Regions from separate parts of the Sus scrofa genome. Here regions 1 and 2 are each linked to region 3. A link is a contact called in public HiChIP or PLAC-seq and promoter capture Hi-C data. All regions are on one chromosome and are shown on one strand. Each heading gives the region's core, a stretch centred on a gene start, on an enhancer-like site or on the middle of the called end of the contact. The rest is flanking DNA. Distances are from core to core; before and after follow the strand shown. Region 1 holds the start of PHKG2 (phosphorylase kinase catalytic subunit gamma 2). Region 2 holds the start of CCDC189 (coiled-coil domain-containing protein 189). Region 3 holds the start of STX4 (syntaxin-4).

Evidence for each region. Promoter capture Hi-C pulls out the DNA fragments that hold promoters and counts their contacts. HiChIP or PLAC-seq counts read pairs in DNA pulled down with a chosen protein or histone mark.
Region 1: a contact with region 3 is called in an H3K27ac HiChIP or PLAC-seq map of alveolar macrophages. The contact joins the promoter of PHKG2 here to the promoter of STX4 in region 3. A contact is called at or near these places in 1 of 5 promoter capture datasets (liver) and 1 of 2 datasets of contacts at active chromatin or transcription factors (alveolar macrophages).
Region 2: a contact with region 3 is called in a promoter capture Hi-C map of fetal liver, with 2.6 times the contacts expected there. The contact joins the promoter of CCDC189 here to the promoter of STX4 in region 3. A contact is called at or near these places in 1 of 5 promoter capture datasets (fetal liver) and 2 of 47 Hi-C or Micro-C datasets (heart right ventricle and liver).

The regions. Positions count from the first base shown.
Region 1 is chr3:17,655,199-17,659,052 of Sscrofa11.1, reverse strand. PHKG2 (phosphorylase kinase catalytic subunit gamma 2) reads left to right here and starts at 2,412. Exons shown (of 10, transcript NM_001166317.2): 1 at 2,412-2,496; 2 at 2,818-2,930. The coding sequence starts at 2,836.
Region 2 is chr3:17,634,575-17,638,328 of Sscrofa11.1, reverse strand. CCDC189 (coiled-coil domain-containing protein 189) reads right to left here and starts at 2,175. Exons shown (of 8, transcript XM_013992414.2): 1 at 1,668-2,175; 2 at 1,334-1,365; 3 at 940-1,005; 4 at 595-764. The coding sequence starts at 1,883. RNF40 (E3 ubiquitin-protein ligase BRE1B) reads left to right here and starts at 2,339. Exons shown (of 20, transcript XM_021086412.1): 1 at 2,339-2,470; 2 at 2,580-2,782; 3 at 3,168-3,335; 4 at 3,470-3,611. The coding sequence starts at 2,651.
Region 3 is chr3:17,429,574-17,433,343 of Sscrofa11.1, reverse strand. It overlaps STX4 (syntaxin-4), which reads left to right and starts at 1,967. Exons shown (of 11, transcript XM_021086404.1): 1 at 1,967-2,615; 2 at 2,804-2,905; 3 at 3,018-3,117; 4 at 3,254-3,328. The coding sequence starts at 2,586. It overlaps LOC102167315 (a long non-coding RNA gene), which reads right to left and starts at 2,263. Exons shown (of 3, transcript XR_001303274.2): 1 at 2,125-2,263; 2 at 238-367.

The DNA of each region.
Region 1 (3,854 bases), core at 1,163-3,662, 230 kb before region 3:
GGTTGTGGGTTCGATCCCTGGCCTTGCTCAGTGGGTTAAGGATCCGGCGTTGCCGTGAGCTGTGGTGTAGATTGCAGACGTGGCTCAGATCCTGCGTTGCTGTAGCTCTGGTGTAGGCCGGTGGCTACAGCTCCTATTGGACCCCTAACCTGGGAACCTCCATATGCCACTGGAGCGGCCCAAGAAAAATGGCAAAAAGACAACAAAACAAACAAACAGAACAAATTCAGATCTATAAAACAATAAAAGAATAGTATAGGATTTTCCATTGTGGTTTAGTGATAACAAACCCAATTAGTATCCATGAGGACTTGGGTTCCATCCCTGGCTTCATTCAGTGGGTTAAGGATCCAGTGTTGCTGTGAGCTGTGGTGTAGATAGAAGACGTGGCTCGGATCCCGAGTTGCTGTGCCTGTGGTGTAGACCAGCAGTTACAGCTCTGATTTGACCCTTAGCCTTCGAACTTCCATCCATATGCCTCAGGTGCGGGCCTAAAAAGCAAAAAAAAAAAAAAAAAAAAAGTCTATATAAATATCCTGTTCCCCAGCAAATTTTCACCAGTAATTTTAAGCCTATTTTGCCCAAGTCAGTTATTATGAGGCTTACAAAATGTTGATGTTTTAACTTTATTTCTGCATTTATTATCTGGCATTCCACTATAAAGAACGTCTTTTTCTCCATTTATTTATTTACAATTTTAGTGTCAGCGTGGTCTCAGAGTTTTTGTTTGTCTTTGGTCTCAGAGTTTTAAAATTCATTTTGTTATATTCATTGCTGCCATTAGCTTTCTTAAACTGTTTTGTTGAAGTATAATTTATCTACAGTAAAGTACACAGATCTTAGGTGTGCTGACTGGTGAATGTTACATGAACACACCTGTGTAATCACCTCCTAGGTGAATGGAACATTTCTAGCACATCAGAAGGTTCACTCATGACCCTCTCAGTCTCATCATTCTTTTTGTCCCTGATTTCAACCTGGTTCTTGTGTCTAAGTCCCCATCTTTCTTCACTTTCTGGCACAAATTATTCCAGGTTCATCTTGTACAAGAAAGTACAGAGAAAGTCTCCAGCCTGGGAATTAGGCTGAGTCTCCCAAGGAGCTCTGGTTTCTTTTGAGGAAGGTTACTTTGAAATCAGCATCTAGACACTAGCTGTGCTCACTCTAATGGGGATGTTTTTGCTGCTAGGCCCTTTTAGAGGTGAGAGCTAGAAAATACCTAATTTTATCTATTTTAAAAATTATTCCTAAAATTATGCCTCCAATTTCAATCAGTCATAAGGTCCTTTCTGTTCCCCATTCCAAATTCTATATTCCTACAGTAAGAACCCTGACTGCCAAATACATCAATATGTTTATTCATTTGTTCAGTTTCAAAATAATTATTCCATTATACTACCAAGCCGGTCTACCAAATATGGTGTAAGGTCAAAATACTCTTAAAAAGTTACTTGTATTCATTTTTTAACTTCTTCCACGTTTGTGATCCCAAAGTGACATTTCTAAGATAGTTGTTAGGTTAAAAGAATTCATTCTCTGCCTCTTTCTCAGGAACATAACTTCCACAAGGGTAAGGACTTTTTTTTTTTCTTTCTTTCTTTCTTTCTTTCATTGCTGTTAATCTAACGCTGAGACGCTCAACAAATATTTGTTGAATGAGTAAATGAATGTCAGGGTTGAGCTATGCACTAATATCTATGAAGTCAGTCGCTCCTGCAAGAATCTCACAACTTGGTAGGCTTAGAGCAGAGTGTGACACCATCCAAGGCTTTTGGGAGCGGGTGGCGGAAGACTGGGAAGATGTATAACCCCAGGTGTGGGCACTATGGCTTTGGAGGTATCCAAGGTTTGGAGCAGCCACAAGACGAGAGAGTCTCTAGTGGCTGACTGGCCACAGCTCATTCAAGTTCGAACCAAAGTGGCCAAGTTGAGCTGCAAGCTGCGAGCCCCGAGCGTTTTAAAGGCTGGAGGCTGCCTCTCAAGGTAAGAGCTTTGGATCAGCTGCTAATGTTTTTAAAAGTCGAATTCACATAGAGATTCTGGGAGACTGAAAGTGCCATGCCCAAAAACGAGAGTCAGAGGCGCATTAAGCCCCGCGTCCCGGGTACGCGGAGGTTACACTTCCCGGTAAACCTAACTTCCGGGTCCCGCTCCAAGGCCCCAGCTCCGCAGGTCAACAAGCTCCTCCCCTGCTGACCTCGCGGATGCCGTATGCTGATGGGTCGTATCTGAAGCCCCGCCCTAGCGTCGCAACCATTGGTAACTCCAAGCTTCCACTCCCGCGCCAGCCCAGAGATTCTCGGCTTCTTATTGGACTATCAGCTTTCAATCGGAGGGGTCTTTGAACTTCAGTTTTCAGGTGGCGCTGGCCATTGGTGGACAGGATGGGGGCGGGGCCTGAGGTTTTTGCCGGTACCGTCTCGGGTAAGGGACTAGAGCAGAACCCCGCGACTGAGCTGCTTTGACTCTACTCTTGCTCTTCTCCCCGCCCGGCGGGTATGTCCCCGCGAGACCCCGCGCCCCGTCCCGGCGCCTGCCCAAGTGCGCCTGCGCAGCAACAGCCACCGGCCCGAGTGCCCCTTCCCCCCTTCCACCGCACCTTTTCCCTTCCCCCCCTGCCCCCTCCTTGCCTTGCCACCCTGTCCCGACCCCTAAAGGCCCTTTCGTGGGGTCTCCCCAGTCCCGATCCTTCCCCCACCCCGTCCCCCATCCCTCAGGATCCTGGCTCCCCAGCCGCAAGGGCTGCGCCCCCGTGAGCCGCGATGTGCGTCCTCTCAGAGCCTGTGGGCCTCACTGCCCTCCGTTTCCTCCACACAGGCGCCCCCCTCCTTCAGAATGACGCTGGACGTGGGACCAGAGGATGAGCTGCCCGACTGGGCTGCGGCCAAGGAGTTTTACCAGAAGTACGACCCTAAGGACGTCATTGGCAGGTGAGGCCGCGCCCAGTGAAATGGAGGTCTTGAGAGGTCAGGTCCTAGCCAGGATACACAGTTCCCTCTGAGGGCTGAGAGTTCTAAATGGGAAGGGTTAGTGGGGAGCAGAGGAACGTTTAGTGACTAGACTCATTTGTTCTGGGTTAATCCCCATTTTTCCACAAATTCATTCATTTATGTATTCGACGAACAATTCAGGCACCTCCTGTGCCAGGCACAAAGGTGAACACAGGGAGCATGGAACAGATGTTTATGCTCTGGAGGTACTCCAAGTGAAGTGACTAAAAGATATATGAAAAAGTATCAGGCTATGTAGAAAGTGCTGCGGGGTCTCAGAAAACCACAGCTTCCCAGAAGGGGTGATATTTGGGTCTTGAAGGATGAACAGGAGTTCAGCACACAACAAATAGAAGGAAAGCCCCACTTGTAGAGGCAGTGGCAGATACATTTATACATGAGGGTTTTCTAGGCACATACAATGTGCTGGGTGCACTGTGCTAGGCACTGGAGATGTAAGATCTATCTTACAAGGTTTCTGTTCTCCTGGAGTTTCTATTCTAGCGGTAGAGAAAGACAGTAAACAGGAAAACAAGTTAAAGTTCAGTGTCAGTGCTAGGGAGAAAATGAAGAGGGTGATGGAACAAGAGTAATTAATGGAGCTGAGACTTAGAGCATGAGAATGAACAAATCATGAACTGAGGCAGGATATATTCCAGACAGAGGGAATGGCAAGAAAAGGGCCTATTCACAACACAGATAGAAGATCATAGTGGCTAGAATATGGTGTGAGTGGAAAAAGGGGGAGGAAATTAAGTTGGAGAGGTAAATAGAGGTTGGATTGTGTAGAGCCTTGGGCCAAGATAAAAAATTTAAATTTTGGAGTTCCCATCCTGGCTCAGCAGAAACAAATCTGACTAGTAT
Region 2 (3,754 bases), core at 926-3,425, 200 kb before region 3:
TGTGGGTTCAATCCCTGGCCTTGCTCAGTGGGTTAAGGATGTAGCACTGCCATGAGCTGCAGTGTAGGTTGCAGACACGGCTCGGATCTGGCATTGCTGTGGCTGTGGTGTAGGCTGGCAGCTGTAGCTTTAATTAGATCCCCTAGCCTGGGAACCTCCATATGCCGCGGGTGCGGCCCTAAGAAGCACAAAAAATAAGAAAAGAAAGAAAGAAGGAAATAGAGAGTTACCGTGTGGCTCAGCAGTAATGAACTCGACTAGTATCCAGGAGGATGCACATTCGATCCCTGGCCCCACTCTGGGTTAAGGATCTGGCATTGCTGTGGCTGAGGTGTATGTAGGCTGGCAGCTGTAGCTCCGATTTGACCCCTAACCTGGGAACTTCCGAATGCCATGGGAGTAGCGCTTAAAAGAAAAAAAAAAATAGGAAATGGAGGATTTGAAAGGTGAGGTGAGATAAGTTGTGTGTGATGATACTCCTAGTAATGTCAGAACCATGGTTTCAGGTGGTAATCCTGCTTTGACTCCCCTGGTCACTTGTGCCATCCTCCTCCTCTGCCCTGGACTCAACTCTCGGGTAGCCTCTCCTCTTACCGATACAGGCCTTGTGAAGATCTTGGAGCAGGGCACAAGCTGTTGATGTCTGCTCCAGTGAGAAGCCCTGATGGCGGCAGAAGATGAGTATGTGGGAGAAGAGGTCCAGGGTGATGGCATCTCGCAGGTTCTGCTCAGGACAGCTGAGCCCCAACAACTCAGCCAGCACCCTTGGGAAGGAGAGAGGAAGGAATGAGTGGCAACTAGAGTCTCCCTTCATCTCCCTTCACCACCCTACACTAAGTCACAAGGTGCTTTGGAGCCAGGCATTCCTCATGCCTTCCCAGCCCACTGCCTCAGCCTTCTCCAAGAGCCAGTTCTTCCTGTCCCTACTCCCCGCCATACTCCCTCATCTCCTCCACGTTGGTTGTCTTCTCCAGCCTCTGCATGGAATGGATGTCGAGGTACTTCCTATCATAGGAAAAGAGGGGAAAAGGTGTTGGCCATTATGCATTAGTCTTAGGACAAGGCTATGATGGCTAGAGCGTAGGACTGGGAAGCAAGAGACCTGAGTTAAGAGGTTTGGCTCTTCCACTAACTCGCTGTGTAACTTTATAACAAAGTCACTGAGGCAGCGGGAGACCTGGCTTATAGTCATCTTGGGTAATTGTATCTCTGGGCCTCAGTCTCCTTGTCTGTAAAATGGGAATTCCGTCCTGTTTGACAGGCTCGTAAGGAAGCGCTAAAGGAATAATACAAGTGTGAAGGGTAACTTTCCCTCAAAGCTCTTCACACTCACCATATGCAGATCCGGGGCTGGGGTAGCGGCGGCTGCGGGAGAGAAAGCGGATTGGGAAAGGCAGAGCTGCGTTGTTAGTCCTGGCCCGTGGTTCTTTGCCCTTGGTGAATCTCTGGTGGTCTAACAACGCGATACCTTGCCTTCTCATCTTAAAAACTGTGTACTAGCAATACCGGCGGGCTGGGCTTCGGCGATCCCTAAGTACTATTCATGAGCGTATTGACAAGCAGTTCAAGCCTGCCTCTTCACCAAGGCAGCCCGGGAAACAAACGGCCCCCTGCCTGGGAGCCCTTTTATAAACATTCATGAGCAGACCACTCTGACCTGTCCTCACCGGGAACAAGTTGGCTGCAGGATCTTCATTCGCATCCACTGAGGCCACGGTCCCTGACTCGGTCCGCACTCCTGTTCCCATCCTCTTGGCCGATTCATCCAACGAGCTGAGGTCCTTCTCATGGTCTTTCTCATGTTCTCGCCGCAGTTCGGAGTGCTGGTCCAGCTCCGACCGCCTTTTCAGTCGCCGGAATTGGCTGGATTTCCGGCGGATCATCTGGTCGCTCCTCTGTGTCGCGGGTCCCCACCGTCTTTATCCTGCCTCGGTTCTGGGACAGCCGATCTCGGGCGGCGACTGCCAAGGCCTGGCCCTTATCGACGCTTCAGCCAATCTACGCTGCAGAGAGGCCGGGTACAGCCAATCGGCTGGGGGCGTCCCTCCGTCTCAACGGTGACGGTTGCTAAGGAGGATCCAGTAGGAAGGGAGAAAGTGTACCGTGCTCGCCAAACTGTGAGAAGAGAATGCGCATGCATAATAAGATGCAAACCCCGCCCCGGTGCCCTCTCTTCGAAGTTGTTAATCTGAGGCAGGCGGCGTTATTAGGACTGCGGAGTGGAAGTGTGTTGTCAGTTACCATGGCAACTGCCTACCGGCCAATCACTGAGAGAAAGAGGAGGTGTTCAGAAAGAAACCAAACGGACGCAAGAGGAGGAACAAAGCACAACCAATAGAAACAGGAACTGGAGAAGATTTCGCCACATCCGGCGCTGCCTCTGGCGCCTGCGCTCTGTGCTGGGGGGCGGGGGTGCCCAGTGACGTCCGGTGAAGTCCAAGATGGCGGCGCTAGGCTGATCCTGCTGCTGGTGAGGGGCCCGGGGCCGGCGGGGCGGGGTCCGGCAGCTGTGTGCGGGGGTAGGCTCGTGGCTGCGGACCTCCGTCCCCTTCCCCAGCTCTACTCTCTGTCTTCTGCAGGTGACGGAAGTGCCGAGTCCGCCTGCCTGACGTCCTCGAGAGACCGGGGGCCGCTCCTCGCCGCCGCGGCCATGTCTGGGCCCGGCAACAAACGCGCCGCCGGCGATGGGGGCTCGGGGCCCCCAGAGAAGAAGCTGAACCGCGAGGAGAAGACAACAACAACGCTTATAGAGCCCATTCGTCTTGGGGGCATCTCTTCCACGGTTCGTGGGCTCCTGCCCCAGCCCGCCCAACTTCCCAGAACCGTTTTCCCAGTTCCCCAAGTTTAACCAGATCCACTTTACAGAGCATTCTGTTGAAGGAAACCTAGGACATGACGTCTGCCTTCCCCTCGCAGATAGGCAAACAGGTTCCCAGAGAGCGTGTGACAGACATGTCAGACTTCAGGTAGAAAGAGGCAGGAGCAGAACGTGACGCTCCTTACAAACAAGACGCTTCCTCCGTGGGTGTCTGAGCTTTGTATGTCCTGTTAGCAGTCTGCTCCCCTCTCACATCCGTTCTATCTGCTTTCCTTTGTCTCTTTCTCTGATTGGTTTCTTGGGCCCTTCTTGACCCTCTCTCTCCTCGGCCCCTCTGTTTCCTTGGTAGGAGGAGATGGACCTGAAGGTTCTGCAGTTCAAGAACAAGAAACTAGCAGAGCGATTGGAACAGAGACAGGCTTGTGAAGATGAACTCCGAGAACGAATTGAGAAACTGGAGAAGAGGCAGGCTACAGATGATGCCACACTCCTCATTGTCAATCGCTACTGGGCCCAGGTGAATGCCCCTCTCCTTTACAAGACTGGGCTTTGATCCAGCTGCCAGTTCTCAGACTTCTCTGTTAGAAAGGGAGTATCATGCTAGGAAGCACCTGAGGGATTCCTAACATTTTTGGTGCTTTCTCCTTTCAGCTGGATGAAACTGTGGAAGCCCTTCTCCGACACCATGAGAGCCAGGGGGAGCTGTCTTCAGGGCCAGAGGCGCCTGGGACCCAGGAAGGGCCAACGCGTGATGAGACCCCTCTCACAGAGCCAGGAACATCGGAGCTGAGGGGTAGGGCCAGAACCCTAGGATCTAGGAAGCTTAATTAAGTTCTGGGAAAGGTCCTGGAGAGGAAAGGATCTTGATAATCAGGCTGCTGAATTCCCTGCCTATACAAACACACACACACACAATTGATTTTATATTTGGGCAGC
Region 3 (3,770 bases), core at 718-3,217:
TCCTAACTCCCCTGATATTGCTCAACTCTTAGCTTAGGCAAGACAGAAATGACCAGATCAAGTTGTCAATGGAGATAAGTTCCAGAGAGGGGCAATAAATGACTCAAGATCGCACACTGAACTAGGAGTTAGATGTCCGAAAGCCCTTCCAGTGTACCACGCAGAGACAGGGCCAGAGGGGTGCCAGGGAGGAGGGGCAGGGAGGCAGAGGCTGATGGGAAAGACCCAAGAGCAGACCTGCTCTTCCTCATGAGTTCCGGGGAACTCCACGGGCAGGGTTTGGCCTCCTGAACCCTCCTTCTTCCCTCGGTTGATCAGGGTAGCACTGTCTTCACTTCTTCATTCCCAACCCTGGGTGAGCTGGATTCTAAAGGGAAGAGGAGAAGGATCAAAGCCTTTTACATAGAATGAGACAGCTAGCACTTTTGACAATTTCTAACCTCTGTCACTGAACTTCAGCGCAGGGAATGCCCATAAAGACTAGCTCTCCCCCCACCCCGCCACTGCCACCCATTGTAGAGATGGAAGACTAAGGCCCAGAGATAGGAAGTGACTTTCCAGGAGTTCCTGTCGTGGCTCAGTGGAAACGAATTCCACCAGGAACCGTGAGGTTGTGGGTTCCATCCCTGGCCTCGCTCAGTGGGTTAAGGATCCGGCATTTCTGTGAACTGTGGTGAAGATCACAGATGCGGCTCGGATCTGTCATTGCTGTGGCTCTGGCGTAGGCCAGTGGCTACAGCTCTGATTAGACCCCTAACCCGGGAACTTCCATATGTTTGGGGTGTGGCCCTAAAAAGGACAAAAGACAAAAAAAAAAAAAGTGACTTTCCAGGAGTTCCTGCTGTGGCACAACAGGACCGATGGTGTCCCTGGCGAGCTCGATGCAGGTATGATCCCCAGCCCAGAGGAGTGGGTTAAGAATCTGGAGTTGCCAGATTTTCCAGAAGTCCACAGCAACTCAGTCACAGAAATCTAGGTTTCCTTATCGGGGCTTAGTAGAGAAGGGCCTTTCCTTCCTTTGCTTGACCTTCATATAAGTTCCTCGGGGAGAGCCCTGGGATCCAGGAGTCTTAGATCAGTCCTAGCCATCCTGGCTATGGGGAGACCCAGTGGCCTTGGGGCCTCCTCCTACAGAATGTAGATTTCAAAAAGCATAAGTCATTCTTCTCTGTTGGGCCGGGATGTAATTCTGGCCCTAGAAGAGCATTCTGCTCATAATAAGTGCCTAATGAATATCCACTGAATGAATGAACCTCTAGAGGGTCAGGTTTTGGGAAGTGTCACGATGAAAGCCTGAAGCCTAAAAGAGAGGACTAGGGAACCACACGCGTCATCTTCAGACATAGGAAAGGCTAAAGTTCTGTCCACAAATATTTACTGAGGGCCCACTAGGTGTTGGGATTCGGGTGAGAACCACACAATCACGCCTTCACCTCAAGCAATCACAGGTCACAGTAATGCGGAATTGTTTCTTTTTTGTGTCCTTCAGAGGGTAAACCCTGGTGCAAGGTGGGGGCGAAGGGGTGTAGGTGATATGCTGCTCAACATAATGGACTCTTTTCTCAGCCTGAGCTGTCCTGAAATGGTCTCACTGCTCAGAAGGTGGTGAGTGCGGCGGGACTGCAGTGTTCAAGCCGGGCGCCAGCCGCCCACCTGTCAGAAGCTGTGCCAGGAGTATGCGGGAGAAGAGCTTTCCGCCTCGGGTGAGGTCACTTCCCACCCCCAGATACTCTGCCTACAAACCCTGCAACTCTCTGACGCCGGATCTTATTCTTTTCCGAATTTCAAGGTCTCATGATGTGGACAGCCCCAAATTCTAAGTCGTCAATCTGCCCACACCCCCGGAACCCAAAAGGAATAAAGCCGAATTCAGCCAGGGTCCTACCACCCTCTGTCTCAAAAGATGTCTGGGGGTAGTCGGCGCCCCCTCCCGACTTGTGGGAGCCAGGGTGCCGAGGACGTCGTGGGGAGCTAGGTGTCCCGGAGACCGAGTTGACAGAGTGGAGACACGTGACAGTCAGAGCATCACGTTCTAAGGTCCAAGAGGCTGGGACCGGGCCAGTCACGTGACGCGGGGGGGGCGCCATGGGGTGATGTGAGATGCTGGGTCCCTAGATTACGTACCAATGACGCATTTCCACCTCTTTTGGCAACTAGATTTCCGTTGGAAGATGCGATAGTTCCGGCAAAGGGGGCGGGTTCTCACGTCCTGGCAATTTTGCTTCCGTTCGGGGAGCTGGCGCTTCCGACCTCCGCCTTTCCCTCGGGCGGGGAAGGGACGCGGTGCGGTGCGCATGCTCCAGTCATCCCAGAGGGGGCGGGGCTGAAGCTACGGGAGCGGGAGGGGGGTAAGAAAAGGGAGTTCCAACCTGTGGAAACTTGGGGGTCCCCGAGGTCGGCTCCTTGTCCTCGACGGTGGATGGTGTCAGGGATAGAGCCTCTGGCGGCTCGTGGGGGGCGGTTAGGGGTCCACAGGGTGAGGGCAGAGAGAAGTGTCAAGAGAGTGAGTGGGGTACAGGAGTTCCAAACTTAGAATCTCGAGGCCCTCTGGGCTCCCGCGCCGGGGAGAGGGAGCTCGGGCCGCCATGCGGGACAGGACCCACGAACTGAGACAGGTGAGAAGTCCGGCGCAGCGGGGTTGGGACAGGAGGACGGGGTAGGGTCTAGTTGGAATGCAGGACTCCTGGTCTTCGGGGCAGGGCAGGGAGGGGTAGCTGTGGGATTGGAAGACCCGGAAGCCCGTGAATCCCGCGGGGCGAAAGCAACAGCAAGGAAGTGATGCCAATGACCCCGGCCCTGTCAGGGAGATGACAGCTCTGACGATGAGGACAAGGAGAGGGTCGCGCTGGTGGTACACCCGGGCACGGCACGGCTGGGCAGCCCAGACGATGAGTTCTTCCAGAAGGTAAGAGGCTGGGGTCTCGGTCTGGATTCACGAGGGGGCTGGATGACCCGAGGTGCAGAGCGGTCTGGAGGACTCCCATATCTGCTTCAGCCCTCTCGGTCATCCTCCCCAGGTCCGGACAATTCGGCAGACTATTGTCAAGCTGGAGAATAAGGTCCGAGAGTTGGAGAAGCAGCAGGTCACCATCCTGGCCACGCCCCTTCCCGAGGAAAGTGAGTGAAATCGCGAGTGCAGAACGCATGCTCAGTCAGAGGGATTGTGGGGATGGTAGTTCCATGCAGGTGGTGGCCAGGGAGATTTGTTGAGGTAGGGGCCGTGCTTTGGGCATCATGGCTTTTTCTTGTTCAGGCATGAAGCAGGACCTGCAGAACCTGCGTGACGAGATCAAACAGCTGGGGAGGGACATCCGCGCAGAGCTCAAGGGTGAGCGTCTAGGAACTCAGATAGATACTTTGCTCTGATCCTGCCCAATGCCTGATATATCCGCGAGTGTGTGACCCAGAGAGGCCAGTGATATATAACCAGACCACACAGCAGGCCTGTGTCTCGAATCTCCATCTCCTGGCTTCCAGTCCAAAGTTCTTTCCACAGCGCAGGCCTGCCTCTCAGGTTCCCTTATTTACAATGAAACCATTTACATTTGACCCTTGACCAAGGTGGAGATTAGTGTGGCCACTGGCCCGCCCCCAGTCATAATCTGCAAACAATTCATGGTCCGCCCACCATATCCCAGGTTCTTCGTGGGTGGATTCACCAAAACGTGGAATGTGCAGTGGTGTATTCTGCATTTATTTTCTAAAAATCCAGGTGTAAGTGGATCCACACAGTTCAAACCCATGCTGTGCTAGGATCAATTGTGCTCCTA